Regions from separate parts of the Sus scrofa genome. Here region 2 is linked to region 1. A link is a contact called in public HiChIP or PLAC-seq data. All regions are on one chromosome and are shown on one strand. The core of a region is the stretch at or near the end of the contact, and the rest is flanking DNA. Distances in the headings are between cores, read along the strand shown. Region 1 holds the start of ADAP2 (ArfGAP with dual PH domains 2). Region 2 holds the start of CRLF3 (cytokine receptor like factor 3).

Region 1 (6,132 bases), core at 921-3,420:
CTATGTCCTTTGGATAAAATGAGCTCAATCCTCCCCTTCTCCAGGGGCTGCTGGTCTGTGGTGCAGGACTTGCATGGTCTTTGGATCCCAACAAACAGGGTTCACGTTCCAACTGTGCCATTTATTCACTGAGTGACCCATGGACAATACCTAACCCCCCCCCCGCCCCCGAGCCTCAGGAATGTCACCTGCCAATGAAAACGATGTGGGCGGCGGGGGGAGTGAGGCGCAAAGAAATGACCTTCAGGTGTATGTGCTGGTTTCCTGTCTTTCTCCTGTACTAGAAGGTACGCTTCATGTGGGCAGAGACTTTATCTTGTTCACTGCTCTCTCCTAAGGCCCCGCAGAGGTAGGCTAGGCTTACAGTAGTAAACGTCTTGAAGGCACTGAGTAAGGCATCTAGCCCAGTGGTCTGGCACAGTGCCTAGCACACATGGGCACTCAGTAAACATGAGTCTGCTTCCTTAAGAGTCCTCGAAACCCTCAGCAAGCCAGCACTGTTTAGAGCTGCCTGTTCTCTGAAAGTCTTCTGGCCGGAATGAAACCATCATCTAGCCTGCAGATGTTTGCCATCTCTGTGGGTCAGGAAAGCAAAGTGGTCCCCTCCGTGGCCAGGGGGACTGGAGGGAGACTATGGACCACGAATCAGGTCACTTCTGTTCCAGTCCAGGACTTCAGCCAATGAGAAAGGCAGGTGTTCACTGACTACTGACTCTGCACCTGCATTGAGCCTACATTTAATTCTTACGGCGGCCCTGTGAAGGTGAAGTGCTATCTTTCCAGCACAGATGTGGAAACCGAGGGTCCACAACTAACATTAAGCAGCAGGCTCCGGCCTCACAGCTTGTAAGCAAACAAGCAATGGAGCTAGCGTTTGAACTCAGGGCCTGTGTTTAAGGCAACTCTAATTGACTTCCTATTGCCCCTCTCCAGGCTTCAGTTTCCTTCCCCACAGAATGGAAGTGCCCTGCCCACCACCTTCACCCCAGATCTGCTGTTCCAAGGCTCTCCACGAGCGCCCCTTGCTACCTCCACAATACTGTCGTCCCAGAAGTCAAGTCTCACGGATTTCACTTTGCTGATGTCTGGGAAGTTGCGGTGGACTCCGGAGCAGTTCAGACAGATGAAGATGCCCAGCTTGTAAGAGGCCCAGTCGGGATCTGCGGGGCGAAAGGGCAGGAGGGGAGCTGGATGGAGAGCTGGGTGAGGAAACCAGCGCTGGGCCCGGGGGAGCTGGGAGGGGCAGGGCTTGGCCGTTAGCCCGGGGTGGCGTCCAGCTCACTCCATGCTTCTCTCCTGGTCTCCCTGACATAGGTGAACTAAGATACCAGCATGAAACCCTCTGGCCACAGCCCACTGGCCCTGGCGCGACGGCGGCCAGGATGAAGATCTTGGAGAGTCCCGGGGATGGGGGCGAGCGGCTGAGGTGGGCGCGATGTGGAAGTGACAAGACTCTGAGGAACCGAGAGGAGAGCGTGGAGGGAAGGACCCGCACCGAGGCGCCTGGCTGGGGAACTGCAGGTGAGGAGGTTCGAGTCAGGGTGCCTCCGCGCCCAAAGGGTCGGAGCGCCGTGGAGCAGGAACGCGGGAGGACGCAGGGAGCGGACCCGGAGTCTGGGACCCCCGGAGTGTGGGATGTGTGGGTCCTAGAGTGTGAGAAGTGGCTGGGTCCGGAAAAGAGATGTCAAGCACCGAGGTCCGGGTGGGCAAGGGGTCTGGTGGGGGAGGTGAGCAGAATGGTCAGATCGAGTGTCGAGGTCCAGAGTGGGGAGGTCAGGGGGCCTGGGTTCAAGTGGGCGCCGCATGGGACAAGGAAAGAGCGGTCGCGGGCTTGGATACGAAGGTGTCATAAGGATGATGCGCGCGAGGCAAGCGGGGGTCGGGGACCGACCCGGGTCTGGAGGGAGGGGAGGGGGCGGGCGGGCTGGGGTTCGGCCCAGAGTTCCGGTCTGCACGCGCCGTCGCGCCCTTACCCGCCGCCCCCAGTCCGCGCAGTGCGCGTTGCCGGTGCCTGCCGCCTGCAGCAGCTCCAGTAGCCGCTTCTTGTTGCGCTCGCGGTCGCCCATGGCCGGCCCGGCGGGCTCAGCAGGGCTCAGCCTGCTGGTCCCTCGGCCTGAGGCGGCCCATGGCCTGCGCGCCGGCCCGCAGGTGGAGCTGGACGCAGTCCGAGTGCCGCCAGCCCGCCGGCGCCGTCAGCTCCGCCCCCCCGGACTTTAAGCCCCGCCCCTCCTGGACTTACCGCCCCGCCCCTGGCGCGTGCTGCTTAGGGGGACTGCGCTCCTGCCTAAGGCAAACACCTGGCCGGGAGCCACCCCAGCGCGCGCGCGGCGCTCGGAGTCGCTCGCCCTAGCCCGAGATCAAATTCTGGTCCACCACTGGCTAGTTTCGTGACTATGGACAACCCGGCCAACCTCTCTGGGCCTCAGTTTCCACCTCTATAAAAGGAGCATAGGGCATATGTTCTTGGAAAATGAATCAGGATCTAACTTCTGTCCAAGCGTTCTCCTGATATAGATCCTACATCTACTCAGAGACATTCAAATGCCACCTCCTCAGGAAGCCCTCCTTGATACCTAGCCTGGAGTAATCTTCCCAGCTTCCAGTCCTGCTAGGATATCGACTGATATATGATCCATTTACCCCTTTGGCTCTGAGCACTTTCTACCTACTACGTTGCATCACAGTTACTTATATATTTATGTTAATCCCTCCCCCACCCCCAACACACACACACACACACACACACACACACACACGCGCGCGCGCGTTTGATGTCAGAAGCTTTATTTCCGTATCTCACAAAGCTCCTAGAAACAGCACCTGCACATTTTTAGAAGTCCAATAAATAGGTGCATGACTGTGTTCCCCAGGAAGAATGGTTTCACCAACAGGGACACCACTGGGCACTTTTATCTGTGAAGTTCCATCAGTAGGAGGTGGGGGCAGGGCTTAGGTGGTCTTGAATCTGGGCATTTCATGAATCCCCATCCTGGTCCCCATCCCTGTCCCTCTTTGACATCATCGTCAGTGACCCACAGGCTCCTGGTAAGACACGCACTGTGCACACTTGCCAGACCCTCTGCAGGCAAGCACCCATCTGTCATTTGCCTAAGGCTTAATGCACACGGATCTTGAGTTTCCATCCTGATGGGCTGCCGATCTTCTAACTGACCTGCCAGCATCTCCAGTTCAACACACAGGCATACACACATGTGAACACATCTGGCAGCATGGTATGATAGCGTAAGTCCAGGGATCCAGACTTTGAAACTTGGCTCCGTACTTCCCAGCTGTGTGGCCTTGGGCAAGTTCCTTCACTTCCCCGAGCCTTGGACTCTTCTGTAGAATGAAGGTGGAGCGATCACCTAATCAGGTCATTAAGATGAGCCAGTACAAGTCACACAAAGCCCTCAAAACACACTGGCTCCCTTGCTTCTCCTGCGCCTCTGGTCAGCTCATGGGATCATCCCTTGGAATGCTGTGTGTCACCTCCCATCTTCCCCTGGGTGGAGGGGGTCAAGCCTCCAGGTCCCAGGGGAGGGGGACATTACCAAGAATAATCAGCCAGGAGGGTCTTGACTGTGGGAGGTGAGGCCTAGCCTAGGAACATCTTCAGAAGAACCAGTGAGAGAGCCCAGAGAGGGGTCAGAGGCCGTGGGGCTGTTTACCAAAACAGACCGAAAGATGATTCATTTCCGCTGCTTCAGATGAAAAAAAGGGACAGAAATAAATCTCCCAGGAGAAAGATGGGAAAGGCAACCTAAGGTATGAAGGCAAGGCGAGGGGGCCTAGAGCGGAGAAGAAGGGACGGGCCAGGGACATCGTTTCTCCGCTGCCCATGCCAGGAGCCCTGTGATGCTGGGATGGTTCTTGGGCGCCTTTGTCCCACCAAGCGGCTCTCCTTTGCCATCTTGAGTCTCAGCATCCCCTCCCTGGAGGTCCCACAAAAGCCAACCCAAGAGAATAAACAGCATCTCCTTCACAGCAAGAAGCCAGAGACTGAGAGGGTCCTTTCATTTCCTCTCTTCCCGTCCTAACTGCTGGAGGTTTCCATTTAACAGAATTGTAAGCCTCAAGGCAAGAAGAAAAAAGTACTGTTATATTTTGTTGCTGATGGAGGTCTTGCCTTCTTTCTTTGCGGAGAGGGGAGGGAGAGCAGGATGGTGCTGACGAACAAGTATCGAGTGGTTTGCAGGGAGTGTCCACACCATTGGATCGCATTTGAGCTCCGTGACAGTCCCCTGAGGGCAGCATGTTATCCTCATTCAGGATGAGAGGTTTAGGTACCCAAGGTCGTACAGCCAAGCAAGGGTGGGACCAGGGGCCAACTGCATGGTCTGCCAGCCCCATGTTATTTCAGGAAACCCCGCAGGGCATGCCTGGTCTCCCTTTAGCCTCCTTGGATTTTTTGTTTGTTTGTTTTCACTTTCGAAAAAATGGTGGCAGAGTTGCCACTGCGGCACAAGGGGATCTGCTGCTGCCTGTGTAGTGCTGGGATGCAGGTTCCACCTCCTGCCTGGCACAGTGGGTGACTGACCAGGCATTGCAGCAAGTGCATGCACCTGCAGCTTGGGTCTGAACCCTGGCCAGGGCTGACTGATCCCTGGCCTGGGAACCCCACATGCTGCAGAGTGGCCAAAAAAAGAAAAAAAAATGTGGCAAAATATCCATAAAATTGGCCATTTAAATCATTTTATAAGGAGTCCAAATCAACGGCATTCGTTACAGTCACAGTGTTGTGCAATTGTCACTGGGATTTCCAAACCTTTCCACCACTAGAAGAGATGCATTGCTCCCCGTGGGAACTAGACATGATCAAAGTCGGGCTCCGCTCTGGGCTGGGGAACCAGAAGCTGCTCCTAAAGAAAACTCTGTGCCAAAGGCTGTCGTGACCAACAGGCGCCAAAGTACTGGGATCAGGGGCAAGCCGCCTCCCTCCTGGGCTCAGTGAGTACAGCAGCTGCTGGATAGAGTGTCTTCTGTAAATAAAGCTTGCAGAGTCCAGCAGAGCGCAAACATCAGCCCTGCTCCCAGGATCACTGTCTGTCCAGCTGAACCCAACCGCAGCGCGGCTGGAAGAAAGCCTGCAACCACAACCCCAGCCCGGAAACGGACTCAAGTTCCCCTCAAAAGAGACCACAGCCCCTTGGAAATGTTAAAGACTTATGCTTATTAGTTACAGATTTTTCAAAATGATAGTGATAGGAAACTTGAAAAATACAAGAAAGAAGAAAGAAAATACCACCTAAATTATGGCCACCATTTATTCGCTGATTTCTGTACTGTCAGACCACTTACAGGCATTATTTTACTTAGGCTTCAGTACAACCCTGAGGTACAGACTTTTTTTTTTTTTTTTTTTTTTTTTTTTTTTTTTTGCTACTCCACAGCATATGAAATTCCCAGGTCAGGGATTAGATCAAGCAGCAGTTGCTACCTGTGGCAACCCCAGATCCTTGAACCCACTGTGCCAGGCTAGGGATCAAACCTGCAGCACCGGTGCGAGACACCACAGATCCTGTTGCACCACAGAAGGAACTCTGGTACAGAGTTTACAGACTTTTTTTTTTTTTTCTTTTTTTGATTTTTAGGGTCGCACTGGCAGCATATGGAAGTCCTAGGCTAGGGGTCAAATTGGAGCTGCAGCTGCCAGCCTACACCACAGCCACTGCAACGCCAGATCCGAGCCATGTCTGCGACCCACACCACAGCTCACAGAAACTCTGGGTCCTTATACCACTGAGCAGGGCCAGAGATCGAACCTGCTTCCTCATGGATACTTTGTTGGGTTCATTACTGCTGAGCCACCACAGGAACTTCACTTTGTTTTGCTTTGTTTTTTTTAGGACTGCACTTGTGGCATATGGAAGTTCCCAGGCTAGGGACTGAATCTGAGCCACAGCTGTGACTGAGCCTGCAGCTGTGGCAACACCAGATCCTTTAACCCACTGCACCCAGCTGGGGCTCAAAACTGGGACTCCAGAGCAATCTAAGCTACTGCAGTCAGATTCTTAGCCTACTGCACCACAGCGGGAACTCCAACACTACATTTTCAAGGAGCACATTCTAACTGTAGTTGCTCACTGGTCTCACTCACTTATCGAAGCTTTGTGAAAACAGCGTCAGGTCAGA
Region 2 (6,132 bases), core at 1,500-3,999, 83 kb after region 1:
AAGCAAGAAAAAAAAATCAAGTCTGGGGGAGTGCTTTTTTACAGGTTTTCTTCATGTTATTTATTTTTGTATGGTATGAATATAATAGAGACACATTTCCTGCCACCCATCAGTTAGCAGATCAAGGAAATAAAGTTGAGTGGGACTAAGATTGGTATCTTGGAAGTTTTCCTTTTTTTTCCTTTTCTATTTTGGCTACCCCATGGCAATGGAGTTCCTGGGCCAGGGATCAGATCCCAGCTTCAGTTGCAAACTTTGCCACAGCTGCAGCAATGCCAGATCTTTTAAGCCACTGTTCAGGGCTGGGGATGGAACCTGGGTCCTGGCACTGCAGAGACACTGCCAATCCCATTGTGCCACAGCGGGAACCCCACAGTGAGATCCTTAACCCACTGAGCAAAGCCAGGGACTGAACCTGCATCCCGAAGGATACTAGTCAGGTTCTTAAACCACAATGGGAACTCCCCCCACTGCCTTACCTTAAGATGAACCCAAGTCCAATCTTTCTAACATTTATTGTCCTAAAACATTGTTTTGCAAATAGCACTGCACATGCAAAAAATCTTTGTCTATTTTTTCATTGAAATATAGTTAACTTCCAATGTTGTGTTAGTTTCCAGGGTCCAGCAAAGTGATTCAGCAAAGTGATTCTTTTTTTTGTTTTTTTTTTTTCCTTTCAGGACCTCAGGTGTGGCATATGGAAGTTCCCAGACTAGCGTCTGCAGCTGCCGGCCTATGTAGGCCACAGTCACAGCAATGCAGGATCCAAGCCCGTGTCTGTGACCTACACCACAGCTCATGGCAACACTGGATACTTAACCCACTGAACGAGGCCCGGGATGGAACCCGCATCCTCACAGATACTGGTTGGGTTCATTACCACTGAGCTACAATGGGAACTCCCTCTTTTTCAGATTATTTTCCATTATGGGTTTAGTTTCCTGTGCTATACAGTAGGTCTTGTTTACCTATTTGATATATAGTAGTGTGTGTATGTTAATCCCAAACTTCTAATTTAATGTCTCTTCATTAACATCCAAGCTTCTTAACCTGAACTTCACGGACTTTATTTTTCTCTTAACTTCATCTCCCAATATGAGAGTCAAAGTTGTCTGCTCGTTCTTCCATAAACAATCCACTTATTCGAGTTCCTGATGGGCTCAGCAGTAGCAAATCCAACTAGGATCCATGAGGGTGTGGGTTCAATCCCTGGGCTTGCTCAGTGGGTTAAGGATCCAGCATTGCTATCTATGAGCTGTGGTGTGTGTTGCAGACACAGCTTGGATATGTTGTGGCTGTGGCTGTGGCATAGGCTCAGATTTGACCCCTAGCCTGGGAACTTGTAGATGCCATGGGTGTGGCCCTAAGAAAGACTTAAAAAAAAAAAAAAACCAAAAAAACAACAAAATCCACTAATATCCCTATCCCCAAGGTCTTATGCCCTTCCCACTTAGTTTTGTCCTAACTGGGGTCCCTTTCCTTACTCCTTTTCGTTTAGTTATTACCTTGATTCGTTTCATAGATAGTTCTTAAGAATCTACTGAGTGCCTGGTTACTTCAGGATAATCTCTCATTTTCTCCAGAAGAGCTTTCCTTTTCAAAACTTCCCTAATTTCAAGTGTCATTTACTTAGCACAAGACACTGTGGTAGAAAGAGCTTGAAAACTGGGGCCTAGCCTCTAGCACAGATTCATTGTGTAACCTTGAGTGAATCATTCTCTGTTCCTTGGCAGACACAACTTTCAACTCTACCATCCTTGGCCAGGGGTCAGCAAACTATGGCCAGGGCCAAATCTGCCCCACCACCTGCTGTTATATGGTTCCTGAAAGAATAATTTTTTTTTTTAATTTTTTATCTTTTAGTGCTGCACCCACCAGCATATGGAAGTTCCCAGGCCAGGGGTCGAGCTGGAGCTACAGCTGCCGGCCTACACCACAACCACAGCAACGCAGGATCCGAGGTGCATCTGAGTGTCTTCGACCTACACCACAGTCCATGGCTTAATCCACTGAGCAGGGCCAGGAATGGAACCTGCCTCCTCATGTACCCTAGTCGGGTTCATTACCACTGAGAATTTGTTATTTTATTTTTTTTTCCATTTTAAGTAGTTTTAAAAGATGCAAAGAATATTGTGACACGTGCCAATTATGTAAAATTAAAATTTGTGGCCCTAAGTTTTATTTGCACATGGTCACGGCGATTTACTTACTATATTGCAACAGAAACCTTATGATCCACCAAGCTTCAAATTTTCTCTAACTGGCCTGCACAGGAAAAAGTTTGCTAGGAGTTCCCGTCATGGCTCAATGGTTAACGAATCCGATTAGGAACCATGAGGTTGAGGGTTCGATCCCTGCCCTTGCTCAGTGGGTTAAGGATCCGGCGTTGCTGTGAGCTGTGGTGTACGTTGCAGATGCGGCTCGGATCTGGCGTTTCTGTGTCTGTGGTGTAGGCCAGCAGCTACAACTCCAATTGGACCCCTAGCCTGGGAACCTCCATATGCCGCAGGAGCGGCCCTAGAAAAGACAAAAAAAAAGAAAAAGTTTGCTAATTCCATTTTGGAATTCTACCAGGAAGGCGCGCTTGGAGGAAGCAGAGCGGTTCAGGCGCAGTGCAGAAGCAGAGCTGAGACCCACTGAGCCTGCGGCGCGGGCGGCGCTGGGACCCGGACGGTTGTCGTGAGCTGCTGTCAATCAAGGCCGCCGCGGGGCGGGGCGGGGCGGGGCGGTGCTTCCGCCTGCGCGTGGCCACAGCCGACTGCTCGGCGGCGCCCCGGACCGTCGGGAACCGCGCCCGCAGCCGCCGGCCGCGCGGCCGGATTAGAGGGCGATGGATCTGGAACCCGAGCTGCTGCTGCAGGAGGCCCGCGAGAACGTGGAGGCGGCGCAGAGCTACCGGCGGGAGCTGGGCCATAGGCTGAAGGGACTGCAGGAGGCGCGGAGGCAGGTCGGAGGGCCGCGCCCGCGGGGGTGCTGTGGGCCCCGGGGAGGGCGCGGGGTGCCAGTGGGTGGGCGAGGGCCGGGAGGGTTCCGAGGGGCGGGAGTGGCCGGAAACTCTGGAGCGAGGAGGGAAGAGGCTCTGAAGGTGCAAGAGACCTAACAGGGTCTGGGAATATGGGAAATGGGTTCTGCTGGGGACGGGGTGGGGGGGTGTCTAAGGGGAAGAAAGATCCGGTAAGTTTGGGGGATCAAGGGAGAGTGGGGGGCGTTCCCCAAACTGTGTGGGGCGGTGTTGGGGAGAGGATGGGGTCCGAGATTGGGGCGCGTGAGAGGCCAGAGCAAAAGCCGAGGGCGTCACAGAGGGTAGTGAAGATTGAAAGAGTTAAGGGGAGGTGGGGAGTTCTTTGGAAAACCTGCTATGTGGACGGAGGTTGATTTTAGAGACCTTGAAAATGGGGGGCAATGACCTGGGGAGAACTTAAGAAGCAAAATGGACATTGGCAGGGAAGGATTAAAGAGAGATGGTTGGAGATCCAGTAGAGTGAACACTAAATGAATGGAATTCGTGTCTGAAAGTAGTACTTGATGTCTCGTTATGATCTTGAATGCATTAAAAAAGTGGTTTAGCGTGATCCCATTCTAGAGGGAGATTTCTAAGGTGAAGCTGCGTTGAAAGGGCAAAAGAAGGAAGATGAAACCCTTGAGGGCTGAAATACAGGTGTAGGGAAATGGAAAAACAGATTTAAAGAGAGAAGTGCTGAAAGGAGACGCTAAATATACTTTTGAGTGACAGCAGTTATCTCCTCCTTGGGGACCTGGTTACCAAAGATATAGGAAAGCCACATGGTGTCTCTATACCCTGGAACATACACAGAAAAAGATACAACCCACTGCCAGTGTGTGGTAGGACAGATAATCCTCAAGCTGCTGTTAGTTCAGGTGCTTAATACGTGTTTTTGGAGTCAGCGGGATTCCACCCATTAATTCATCATTTGGATGAGTGGGGTTTTTCAGCGTCACACTTGTTAATAATCTACATTATCATCCTAGTAACTCCCATGCTCCATAGACTCTGAAAAGGGCAGAATAGTGCTGTGCTCACAGTGCCTTTGGATACTCTCATCATTAAGGATCTTCAACATGCTTTAGGTTTTATATATTTAAAAATTCTTCTAGATTTTAAATGTGGACCATGCATCATTTGTAGTTGGGGAACAAACCTGGGAGCAAATCTAGATAAGGTGATCCTGATTTAACTAATGCTTTTTAAGGACTTCCAATACATTCATCTTGATTTCTACTTGAAAACATCTGCGTGATTCCTTCAGCAATTTTTTTTTTTCCTTTTGCTCTTTTAAAATAGAGGCTCTAGGAGTTCCCGTCATGGCGCAGTGGAAAATGAACCTGACTAGGAACCATGAGGTTGCAGGTTCAATCCCTGGCCACTCTCAGTGGGTCAAGGATCTGGTGTCCTTGTGAGCTGCAGTGTAGGTGGCAGACGCGGCTCTAATGGTTCGTGGCTGTGGTGTAGGCCAGGAGCTGTAGCTCTGATTCGACCCCTAGCCTGGGAACTTCCATATGCCACGGTGCGGCCCTATAAAGCAAAAAAATAAAATAGAGGTTCTAAGTCTAGGATGTGTTTTAAAAAGAGATTGAGGGATCTCTTATTGTATGATTCGCTTCAGCCAGTGAAGATTCTTATATATGAGCAAGACTGTTGTTTAACTGCATCGACAATTAAAAATCAGTAGTGTTGGGGAGTTCCGTTATGGCACAGTGGATGTGAACCCGACTAGTATCCATGAGGATGTGGGTTGGATCCCTGGCCTTGGCAATGGGCCAGGGGTCCAGCGTTGGTGTGAGCTGTGGTGTGTAGGTCACAGACGAGGCTCGGATTCTGCATTGCTATTGCTGTGGCCGGCAGCTACAGATACAGCTACAGCTTCGATTTGACCCCTAGCCTGGGAACTTGCATATGCCGAAGGTGTGGCCCTAAAACGCAAAAAAAAAAAAACACCCCAAAAAACCAAAACAAACAAACAAACAAAAGGAACAGTAGGTTGACACTTAATGAATGTGCTTAGTTGCTGGGAGTGGTACTTACTAATTTTGTGTGTGGTCTTGAACACGTTAAAGCAATTTAGTCTGACCCTATCCGGAATGGTTTAGGATTCACTTTCCAACCTATGTTCTTTTAAATTCTATGTGGAATAATTTAAATACAGGGCATACTTTCCTATAATTTGGAGGAGTTTGGTATGGGGTTTCATTTTGTGTTTTGAGGCCCATTGTCTCAGACTTGAAACAGAAAACACTAAGAGAACATCCATGACGCTGACTGACCTTGCCTTCTGACCGGACTGAGTGATAGTGGAATTCTCATTTGTGAACTGAAATGTATTTTGTGCCAGTGCCAGTTATAACAGCTTCTAGTTCTAAAAGCTTTAATTCTTCCTCAAAGCTAATTCTAGTGGGTTGCGCATGTTTGGGTTTGTAGAATAAGTCTTCTGTCAACTTGCATTTTAAGGAAGGTCTCTTTTACAAAAATGTTATCAAAATAAGCAGCTGCTTTTGTTTAGTGGTTAGGGTATTTTTAGGGTTCCAGTCATTTTCAGAATACATAAAATATATGGGTTTTCAGTCAAAGATTTTGCGTGGAGGAAGGAGGAGAGAGCAGAGAGGAAGGATGCTCCCTTTGTGTATATATTTTTACTTGCTGTTTTTATTTCCTTTTGGCATATGATTTTTTAATTGGCATATAATTTATATGTCATAAAATTCATACCTTAAAATTGTCCAATTCAGCAGGCTTTTTTTTTTTTTTTTTTTTTTTTTTGCTGTGCCTGTGGCGTGTGAAAGTTTCTGGGCCAGGGATCGAACCCAAGCCACAGTAGGACCCAAAGCCAGATCACTAACCCACTGCACCGTAAGACAACTCCTTCAGCAGTTTTAAGTGTATTTGCAAAGTTGTGCAACCATCACCGCTGTCTAATTCCAGAACTTTCATCATACCCGTAAGCTGTTACTCTCCAAAACTGCTTTCTGTCTCTTTTTGGATTTGCCTCTTTTGGACATGTCATATAAATGGAATCCTACTCTATGTGGCCCCTTGTGACTGTTTTTTTTTTCCTTTTCTTTTGGTCTTTTTATGGCCTCACCTGTGGCATATGGTGGTTCCCAGGCCAGGGGTCG

What was found. HiChIP or PLAC-seq counts read pairs in DNA pulled down with a chosen protein or histone mark.
Region 2: an H3K27ac HiChIP or PLAC-seq map of alveolar macrophages shows a contact between it and region 1. The contact joins the promoter of CRLF3 here to the promoter of ADAP2 in region 1. A contact is called at or near these places in 2 of 47 Hi-C or Micro-C datasets (liver and skeletal muscle) and 1 of 2 datasets of contacts at active chromatin or transcription factors (alveolar macrophages).

The regions. Positions count from the first base shown.
Region 1 is chr12:42,847,857-42,853,988 of Sscrofa11.1, forward strand. It overlaps ADAP2 (ArfGAP with dual PH domains 2), which reads right to left and starts at 2,171. Exons shown (of 12, transcript NM_001195323.1): 1 at 1,986-2,171; 2 at 1,974-1,983; 3 at 1,030-1,160. The coding sequence starts at 2,066.
Region 2 is chr12:42,930,696-42,936,827 of Sscrofa11.1, forward strand. It overlaps CRLF3 (cytokine receptor like factor 3), which reads left to right and starts at 2,750. Exons shown (of 9, transcript NM_001244329.1): 1 at 2,750-2,947. The coding sequence starts at 2,831.